Linked DNA regions of Gasterosteus aculeatus: region 2 is linked to region 1. A link is a contact called in public Hi-C data. All regions are on one chromosome and are shown on one strand. The core of a region is the stretch at or near the end of the contact, and the rest is flanking DNA. Distances in the headings are between cores, read along the strand shown. Region 1 holds the start of creb1b (cAMP responsive element binding protein 1b). Region 2 has its middle 13 kb from the start of klf7b.

Region 1 (5,360 bases), core at 1,911-4,410:
CGGACGGCTGTGCGGCCTGGATCACGCCGTGGACCTGAACCGTCTGCCCATTGGGAAGCTGAACCAGCGTCACCGTGGGGCCGGTTGCCGAGACGTGGCCTGTTGTCATGGTTACCTGAGAATTCAGAGAGGACGTGAGTCGTGCTGCCTGCCGCGTGCGGATTTAAGTAAAAACTGTGTTTTTCTTCATTTTACGTTCAAATTCATTGACCGCAAAATGTTGGAGTAAAGCCCCTGAACCTGGTGGCGAAACGCCACCTCTTCAACACCCCGACGGCGGCCATGCGCCCGGTTACCTGCGCCAAAGTAGCAATCTGTGCCTGGGTGATGTGCTGGGTCTCCGTCTCGCTCACGGCAGTCTCTGCCCCCTGCTGAACCTCCACGGATTCCATCTCTATCGGCCGGGCTGAGGAGGAACATTTGGGGAGAGGACGTTAAAAAAAAGAAACAAAGCGCTTCAGCCGCCGCATCTCTTCATCACGATCCCAGATGGCACAAAATAAAAAATGCACAAACAAAATCCCAAAAGCAAGGTCACTAAAAGCAGTAAAACAGTTTAGGGAAAATATATATTTTTGAATGAAGAATATTGACCTACAGTTGAAATGAATACCATCTGTCTCCTAACCGAGAACATTGGTAGAACATGTTAGGATGTTATTTTATGGCAGTTACACCAAGTGATGTTGCTTCATCAAATGGACAGTGCCAAACCACAATCACACTGACCAGGTACCAGTGCCGTAGGTTTGATTCCCGCGTTGAATCCAGGCCGACTCCGTTAACATTGTAACAATTCAACTCATCGACTGAACTGTCAAACCGCTATGAAAAAGGGAATCGGCCTAAAGCCACAGCACAGGAGCTCCTCTAAAGCCCCCCGACACGCCATATTAAAGCGCACATGAAAGACACCGCCGGTTTAGCAACCACACTATAAATTAAAGCGGAATAATCAAACGACCGTATCGTCACCAACGATACCACAACCCCCAATCCCGGCGTCCCAAAGTGAGAACATTTACAACCGTTCAACTAGCGGAAGCCCCCCCAACCGGTGCCCCCTTCCCTGCACCATCACGGACGGTGAGCGAGGAGGCTCCCGAGCAGCGTGCTTTGAATCTGATTCACTCCTGTCTTCAGGCTCTTTAATATTAACTTCAGACGTCTGAAGAAAAGCTTCTTGTATTCTTTCGTTCAGAAGGAATGCTTTCGTCCTGCTAACTGTCGCCAGATCTGTTACCGTATCAAATCTTCGTGGTTGTTGTTTATGTTCTGCTCGATGGGGAAACGTTGACGTGAATGTTTGTCTTCTGCTGCACCTCCACAGCAGCAGTGGTGAAGCGCAGCATGGAGTCATGGCCGAATGTGTGCACTGGATGACAACATCTGGATCTGGATGGCGCTGGACCAAATGTCACAACATGTGTTAAAACAGCTCAGAACAATGACGACTGATGTTGAAAATTCGTATCGGATAGTTCCATTTCTGCAGCTGAGCTCTTTTATCAGTTTACTGCGCCACAGATGACGCGATAAACAAGCTTTTTCTCTCCTAATGAAGATAAGCAAGTGGCAACTGTGATCACTACAACCGGGATGTTGTTTTTCTCCTTTCATGCGTTACTGAAATAATGAGAAGAGCGATTTGGCAATAAATTATGTTTTAAAATAAAAGTTCCATGTATGTTTCAATATATATATTAAGATTTTTTTTTTACAGTAAAGTACTTGAAATACAGAATAAAATAAAAGTAATGAGAACAGATGTTTCAGATGGAGACATAAAAATGAAAACCACATTTATGAACCTTGTAGTGCTTATTTATTGTAGACGTGTAAATTTCCCTCCACAGACATTCTTGTTGTTGTCGTTGGTTGTGTAACAGTGGATTGCATTTCACATCCAGGTATTTATACCAATACTGAATGTGCTGTGGGAACATATGAGAAAACTTAGAGGAGGAACACGGAGTTCCAGTTTGCGTGCATGAATAGTACTCGTGGAGTAAATGTACTTTCTACCACTGATCACACGCTGCGGGATTCACCAGCAAAGCCGAGATATGAGAGACTAACTAGCCAGAAGACACTTTAAGCTCTTATTGTGAAACTCCTCATTCATCGCCGCGTGGAGCTTCAGGGCTCGCGGGTCGGACCTCGAGCGGCAGGGCGCGTGCTCGCGTGGGGACGCGCGGTGCGTCGCTCCTCTCCTCGCTGCATGATTGGCTTTGCTCATTTCTCCCTCTGCTTTTCAAAACATCACTCGTGTGACAGCGTGAGCCACGTGGCCGGGGCGCCGCCCCCCCCGCCCGCCCCCCCGGGACGCACACGCCGGCCCCGGGAGACGGGGCACATGTAACCACGGGGGTTTTGGGGAAATGAAGTAAAGACGGGCATTTTTTTTTTTAAACCAAACGCGACGTCCTGCGGAAAAAACTCGCAATTTCTAATATGGAGTGTGAATGAATGGGAAACACGAGACGGTTGTAAATGTGAGCGGGAAACCAAAAAAAAATCGGAAACATCGAATTAAATCGCGCCAGAAGCAGAAATAAATGAGCGTGTCGCTGATGGTCGGGGTTCAATGCGCCGTGTATCTAGGAAACGGCGCAAGAAATGTGCGCATAAATCGGCGCATTAAAGCATACTTTGACAGGGGACTCCAAAAAAAAACCCACTATAGTGCTTTCACGGTTTCTAGCGTGTTAACACACAAACGGTCCCTCCTGGGTCGTTACGAAAAAGCCGCACAGTTTGCACCGTTTCTCCAAAACCGCCGCAGCCTCCCCTCCCTCCACCCTGCTCCAAACACACCGCGGCGCCATGATCTCTTTGTTTCCTTCGGGCCGAACCCGACCAGACCGACCCTTCGCACGCCGCTCCCTGAGCCCCGGACACCGCTGCGTCCTTACCGGTACGGGCTCCCTTCGTCACTCCCGGGCCTCCGGAGCTCCACTTTTATTCTGGCCGACACGTAAGAGCCCGCGTCAGGCTACACCTCCGCCGCGTCACCGGGAACAACAACACGGAGATTGGAGAAGGACGAGACAGCAGAAGGCGACGCCGGCCGGAAATGGCCGACGTCGGGCCGGAGAAGAACGGAAAATACCGAAAAGGAGCGGAACATAACGAACCCCTCCCGCCTCGTGAATGGGTTCACTTTAATAACAGGAAACGCTTTTTAATATATACTATACCATTTTTACAATCTGGCAAATAAAAATAGATAGATTGTAAAACTAGTATTGATTGCGTAGACGATTTCAGTGAGGTTTGTAACTAAATACATTTCATCAAGTACTGTTTCATGAGTATTTATATGTTTATACTACATTCAAGTTCTACACACGTTCTTTTATTAACACTAGGTACTCGGTAATTCTATAAATCGGGTAATACATTGTGATATATTCTTATAAATAATCTTAAGTACTTTTGTGAGTGTGAACAAGTAGTTTTACTATTGATACCTCCATGTAAGTAGAAGGTTGGGCAGCCTTCTCCTTTCACTACTGGAAAGTCTCCAGTGAAGTGGGAAATCATCAAGGGGAACCAATACATTGCTTCTGGTGAGAGAAATGACCATTTTAATTTGTGTTTGTATCCCCCCGTTATCCGCAGCATCAACCTGTACCGAGGCAGATGTTTCAGAATGAGATAAGTGTATACTGGTCTTACCCATATGAGCTATAGGCACCGGTTACCAAAGGGGGGGGATACATGTTTTGTTGTTGGGTGGCCTAATCAATTACAGACCTGCAGAAAGGAGGGGTCACACGTGTTGGAAACTCAACCACCAGGCCTGTTGGGTCAGAAATAGGACCCTCGCTGTGAGGTTACGGTGCTTTAACCGCTCCGCCACCATGGCACCATCTGGCTGGTCTTCATCATCCAGATCACAAACCTGGTATCCGACCCCTCCACAGACACTACATTCAACGCTATCCACCCACACGCCTCCACGCTGTATGGATACTTGCAGAATTGTAATACAAAAAAGACGTTTTTACATTTCAGAGTAGCAAAAGCACAAGTGTAAATAATCAAATGAACAATGGCTGAATTCCATTTAGCTGCTGCAGTTTCAGGGTCCAGGAAGTGGTCTCTGGCTCACAGCGACCCTGGAACCGAAGCGAGCTCCATCGCTGCCGTTGTTAGCGGCTCCTGTGCGTTTCATGCCAAGTCAAAATGTCTGCTGTGACCAGGGCCTCGGTGAAGGCGCTCTCCCTGTGACCACCAGAGGGAAGCAGGAGACCTTTTCAAAGCACACAGCGGCGGCGAGGAGCTGCAGGAACACGTTCAAGCAATGCGCCTCTACGCGCATCCCGTCATTTCATGGGATTGTGGCACATTTGACCAAGTTATCGCCTCCAACCAACCGGGGTCTTGAATCAGATTTGCTGCCATACCTGATCCCCATTGTGTGCACCAGTACGTCTCAGGATGGGTTACTTCAAGGAACCCCTGGTTTCAAAATACACCCAATGCTGGAGGCAGCATTACCGTGCCTCGGGTACAAATATGATATAAATATAATCATTCTTCAGATGTGACATGGATTCCCAAGCAAGAACAAAAGGTTTTCAGTTGATATTATTTCATTTTCAATGTTTTTTCCCTTCCAAGGCTCTGAGTGTATATCATCATATGCAGTCTTGACAGGATTCCGCACACAGATGGAGCCTGTTTTTTTGACTTTCTCCTCTTCTCCCTCGTCTCCCCAGATGGCGGCGCCTCAGTGCTGTGCAAACTCCCCCCGACCATGTGCTCCCGAGGTCTGCCTCCCCCCCCTCCTCCCCGGCGACAGGGAGGAGAGAGAGAGAGAGAGAGAGAGAGAGAGCTGCTGGCGTGTCATCGCGCAGATACGCAGAGTTTATCAAGGCAATTCCTTTTATAATCCTCCTGATGCTCGTTGCCGGTGTTTTATCTGTTTAATAGCATTTTACTGCAATGCGCCGTAAAGAACACCCTTTTTATTGTGACACCGAACACATTGTTTGGGGAATTGACCCTGCCTGGGTAATGAAAAGCAGCGTATTTGTAGCCAGTTGGAGAAAAAAAGAAATTCAAAAAAATGAAGGATGGGGCGAGGGAGGGAGTGGGTGGAGGAGGGGGGGGGGCGGCAATTTGACCCAAAGAGGAGAGGAGGAATATTTTACGAGGCGGGGGAGGAAGCACGTCCCATTAGGGGTTTCATCATGGCTGGTTTTTAGTTGTCATCTGGTTTTGCAGGATTGTCGTCCTTTAGTTAACATTCAACATAAAAAAAAAAAACAAGAGCGCCACATGTTTAATGCCGTGCGCTTAAGTGCCATTATGCAACATATATCAATTACAATTAATACCAGCCGTAAGAA
Region 2 (5,625 bases), core at 1,569-4,068, 110 kb after region 1:
CATATGGTACATGAAAGGTGTTCAAATGGGATTCATTTTACTACTCAGAAAGCAGTGACTTCGTCAATAATTGATGATTCTCAAAAAATTGTCCTCCTGTTCCAGTGAGTTTTACTTCTTTACAATATCACGATCAAGGGACTTTAAATGAATGCACTTTATCATAAAGAGTTTGAAATGAGCTCACAGTTTTGTGTGTGGTTTTGTGGGATTTTTATATCTCAAAATACAACTTTAGATCCTTATAGCTGTTTGCCCTTAAGTGTCTTGAAGTGAAGTGAATCCTCCATTCATGCTGTAAATCGCTGTTGATGTGACCATGTGATCAGTGAGCTGTTTTTCAATACACTTGTGACTGCTTGAACTGTAACACGGACAAGAACAGGAACACGTCTCCTCTCTTTGGTTTGTTAACCAGGAAATTGTTACTTGACCACCAAGTTTTCTATTCTGCAGACATCCCACTTCTCATCCCTTTATTTCTCCCTGTGATTCTATCGCCCCTTTCTCTTTAATACTTTTCCTTCTGTTGCTTCATTTGGCCTTCATAATTCCTCTTTTTCCATCTGTTGAATAGCCTAATAACCTCAGTTTGACGCCACAGTTACAGGTTATTATTTGTTAACACTGTGACATTTAAAGTGAAATAAAAAGTCACATGAGGCTCAATACCTACAAAATCATATACTTTAATGTTTAAAAAAAAGGTACCTAGAGGATCTCAGACCTCTCTTACATACAACCGCAGGGGCTGAATCTGATTGGATAAAAGCTCTTTAAAACAAGCTGCACAGAAGCTGTGCAATGAGAAAATAAGCTAATGGGAGAATAATTATAATACATGCAGTGTATTTATATAAAACCTTTTTTTCATAAAACTGCTATAACTTTGTGATTCTGACAGCTGCCACTTGGTTTTAGAGTTGGACAAATAGCTTGTACGGATAGAGGTGGTATTACTATGAGGTCAAAATGAACGACTGAAACTTTATGGAAATTGCATGATTTTAATCCGCACATTTCCTTCTCTTATGTAACAGCCATGTGTTGCCCACACCCGCAATTTGCATGCTAGTGAGTTAACACTTGCTTTGTGAGGTTGTCTGCTTGAGCTCCTCTCTCTCTCTCCCTCCCTCTCTGCCTCTCTCCTGCGCTTACTCACTCAGCTTCTTCTTCGCCTGTCTTGTCCCCCAGGGGGACATGCTGCCGGTCTCCGAGGACAACAAGGGCCAGATGGCTCCTAGATCGACTGTTTCAGGACATTTTCCCTATTGATTTCCACAGCTAAGTCTGCCACTGGAAGAAAAGAGGAAGGGAGACAGGAAGGAGGAGGGAGTCCGGAAGGAGATGGCAAGTGTGCGCGTGTGTTTGTGTGTGTGTGTGTGTGTGTGTGTGTCTGTGTGTGTGTTATGGGGGTGGGGAGCTGGTGAAGTATGGGTCGATACTACGAAAGCCCATGAGAAGCCCTTAACACGCTCTCATGCAATATCTTCAATATTCAACATTCAATGATAAACCTTAATCAGGTTTTATTCTTATTTTTTTTAGATCTACAACCAGCCAACTACTATTACACCTACTAGTACCTTTATTTGCTTTTCTCCCGCGCACACTTCAATTCCTACTACCTCCACTGCACTAACCCTAACCCTAACCAATCACCACCTTCTTCAATAGGTAACGACAGAAGGGTAGTATCAACATTACATTGACTATTATTATGTGACGATTACCCCTACTACCATTACTACTATCCATACCTCTCCTACTATTACCACTATGACCACTAACCCTATTACCATTACTACTATCCATACCACTCCTACTATTACCACTATGACCACTAACCCTACTACCATTACTACTACTAGCCCTACCAGTCCTACTACTACCACGATAGCCATTACCCCTACTACCATTACTACTATTCATACCACTCCTACTATAACCACTATGACCACTACCCCTACTACCATTACTACTATTCATACCACTCCTACTATTACCACTATGACCACTAACCCTACTACCATTACTACTACTAGCCCTACCACTCCTACTACTACCACGATAGCCATTACCCCTACTACCATTACTACTATTCATACCACTCCTACTATAACCACTATGACCACTACCCCTACTACCATTACTACTATTCATACCACTCCTACTATTACCACTATGACCACTAACCCTACTACCATTACTACTACTAGCCCTACCAGTCCTGCTACTACCACGATAGCCATTACCCCTACTACCATTACTACTATTCATACCACTCCTACTATAACCACTATGACCACTAACCCTACTACCATTACTACTACTAGCCCTACCAGTCCTACTACTACCACGATAGCCATTACCCCTACTACCATTACTACTATTCATACCACTCCTACTATAACCACTATGACCACTACCCCTACTACCATTACTACTATTCATACCACTCCTACTATTACCACTATGACCACTAACCCTACTACCATTACTACTACTAGCCCTACCACTCCTACTACTACCACGATAGCCATTACCCCTACTACCATTACTACTATTCATACCACTCCTACTATAACCACTATGACCACTACCCCTACTACCATTACTACTATTCATACCACTCCTACTATTACCACTATGACCACTAACCCTACTACCATTACTACTACTAGCCCTACCAGTCCTGCTACTACCACGATAGCCATTACCCCTACTACCATTACTACTACTAGCCCTACCAGTCCTGCTACTACCACGATAGCCATTACCCCTACTACCACTACTACTACTAGCCCTTCCACTACTACTATTACCACTATGACCACTACCCCTACTACCATTACTATTACTATCCCTACCACTCCTACTACTACCACGATGACCATTACCCCTACTACCATTACTACTACTAGCCCTACCAGTCCTACTACTACCACGATAGCCATTACCCCTACTACCATTACTACTATTCATACCACTCCTACTATAACCACTATGACCACTACCCCTACTACCATTACTACTACTAGCCCTACCAGTCCTACTACTACCACGATAGCCATTACCCCTACTACCATTACTACTATTCATACCACTCCTACTATAACCACTATGACCACTACCCCTACTACCAGTACTACTACTAGCCCTACCACTCTTACTATTACCACTATGACCAGTACCCCTGCTACCATTACTACTACTAGCCCTTCCACTACTACTATAACCACTATGACCACTACCCCACTACCATTACTACTACTAGCCCTACCAGTCCTACTACTACCACAATAACCATTACCCCTACTACCACTACTACTACTAGCCCTTCCACTACTACTATTACCACTATTACCACTACCCCCACTACCATTACTACTACTAGTCCTACCACTCCTACTATTACCACTATGACCACTACCCCTACTACCATTACTACTTTTGTTCTCCAACCATTCCTGCTCCTCCCACTAGTTCTTCTCCTTCTCTCTCTACTGCGCCCTCATATCCCACTAGTACTACAGCAGGTATGGTAACTAAAAGTACTCCACCTACTACTACTTTCACCATCACCAGCACTACAACTGACCGGTTTTCTGTTGTTATTGACGAACATTTATGAATGCTAACAACTATTACTACAACAGCTTCTATTACCACCATGCTACTACCACTATTACTTCATTGGTACTCGTACTTACACTACTACGATTATTACTTCTAAAACTGACCCTTTTTTTACTACTATAGCTACAACTGTGGTAGTTATTAATATTCATATATCAGTACCACAAACAGCGACTATCGACACCTCACTCTTCCTTTACCCCGAACTCTGGTTTCTTTTTCCTCTTTGTCCCCTCTGTTAACTATCAGAAAGACAAAAAGAGGATAAAGAGAACAGATAGAGAGCAGAGGTAGAGGAATAATTTCACAGTAAAATGGATAAAGTCATTCCATGTTTTCAGTTTCTGGCGAAAAAAAACACAAACGACATAAGAACATGAAATACAAAACCTGTGTGTGTGTGTCTGTGATTCAGTGTGTGAGTCTTTTTCTACCAAGAAACCTTTTAGCCCACTCAGTGTCGTAATGATACACCAGTGGTGCGTGGTTTTGCGATGTAGACGGACTAAAGGGGAGACAGAGGAAAAGTATTTCATCCTCTAATCAGAGCTGGAACCTGAGGATGATTAATCAAGAATAAGATATGTTAAATGTATTTTTTAATTAATCAAACAGTGGGTTCCTCTTTGATATTCTTATTAGGAACCACATTTACACATATGTTTATATGAACACACGGTTAAAAAGAGTTTTGTTGGAATGAAGCAAAAAAGTCAATAGAGAAAGATGAAACCATATAAATTTAATGAATGAAGTAAACTCATTTGAGTCCTTCATAAAACCGTTGGAGAGAAGGAGTGTTAGAGGCCGACTGAAGACATCCGGCGGGGGTTTGGTTGTCATGATGTTAGCAGACCTTGACGGCCACAAGACGTCTTCATGCTCTGCTCCAATTTGACTTTAAAAGCAGGATCAGATACTGAACACGGTTGTTACCTACCCGCACAAATCAGCTGTGCAAATCCTTTTTTGTCATGAGTTAAAAAGAAGCACTATTAGTGACTGAGGACCAAACCCTCGTCTCTGAGGTCATCGGGTCAGACTATCGTCTGGGAGACCGTTTCTCACATCTAGCAATGTATCGTCACACAACGGTTTGTATGAAATCATACAAAAAGGATTTTCTAAATATTTGTTCATTACATGCATGCAGTCTTTTGTAAATTAACCAAAGTTATAGCTTCACATGCGGCACAAACAGCGATCTGCAACGACTCGTGTCTGTTGGTCCCCTCCTGTGTGGCTTTTTATGTTCGCTATACTTTCTGCATAATCACATTCATTACATATGAATGGCTTGTATGTATAAATTAAAATAGCATCATTTTTTGTAGGTACAGCTAAGAGCGGTGGATGTGAACAGGATTCATTTTGTCAGTAAAGGTTTTTTTCCAAAAGTGGTCTTGTTGTCTTACTGTAAAGCTAATTTTGATATTTGATATTGACATTATTCTTAATGCGTACATTGACACCCTGTCATTGACATGTGCACCAAAGGGTGTTTGTAAGTCCTTTACACATTACGGTTTGGAGAGCTTAGGATATCAAACAAGCTGCGTTATTTTGATTGGTTGGACAATTTGCTGGGGGTGTTGAATATTCTTAAATTGCGATTTGAAAAAGTAATAAATATTTTTTGAAAAAAATACATATGAACTTTTATCGCTTGAATGATTAAACACAAGAAGTTAGGATAAATCTGTACAGCCCAGCCGTGGCCTTCTATGCTTTGGACATGCATCCAAATATATTCAGAGCTTACATTAACAAAAAAAAAACCTTTTTAAGACAGAATAACTTTAGAGCAACTGAGCAGAGAGGGACTCTGAAGTCCTCCTCCCGACAGAGTGGAGCGCACCAAACCAAGTCAAAGTGGACAACGAACCAAAAACACAAACCTTGTGTCCCCCGGACCCCGATCTGAGGAGATGATGCAGACACCCTGTGTCACAGCTGGAATACCGAGCAGGAGATCAGGGCGCAGCA

The links. A called contact is a pair of places that touch in the nucleus more often than the background predicts.
Region 2: a Hi-C map of skeletal muscle shows a contact between it and region 1, with 3 times the contacts expected there. The contact joins the enhancer-like site here to the promoter of creb1b in region 1. A contact is called at or near these places in 4 of 6 Hi-C or Micro-C datasets (skeletal muscle, tail fin and whole body).

Annotation. Positions count from the first base shown.
Region 1 is chr16:4,148,697-4,154,056 of fGasAcu3.hap1.1, forward strand. It overlaps creb1b (cAMP responsive element binding protein 1b), which reads right to left and starts at 3,161. Exons shown (of 8, transcript XM_040201116.2): 1 at 2,916-3,161; 2 at 297-406; 3 at 1-115. The coding sequence starts at 392. It overlaps LOC120833725 (a long non-coding RNA gene), which reads left to right. Exons shown (of 2, transcript XR_005714376.2): 1 at 1-134; 2 at 1,331-1,689.
Region 2 is chr16:4,257,548-4,263,172 of fGasAcu3.hap1.1, forward strand. No RefSeq gene overlaps it. Among protein-coding and RNA genes, the nearest start is that of klf7b, 13 kb to the left of the region's middle. Within about 2 kb of position 2,819, at least 2 of the 9 cell types and tissues checked have open chromatin away from gene starts, as enhancers often do.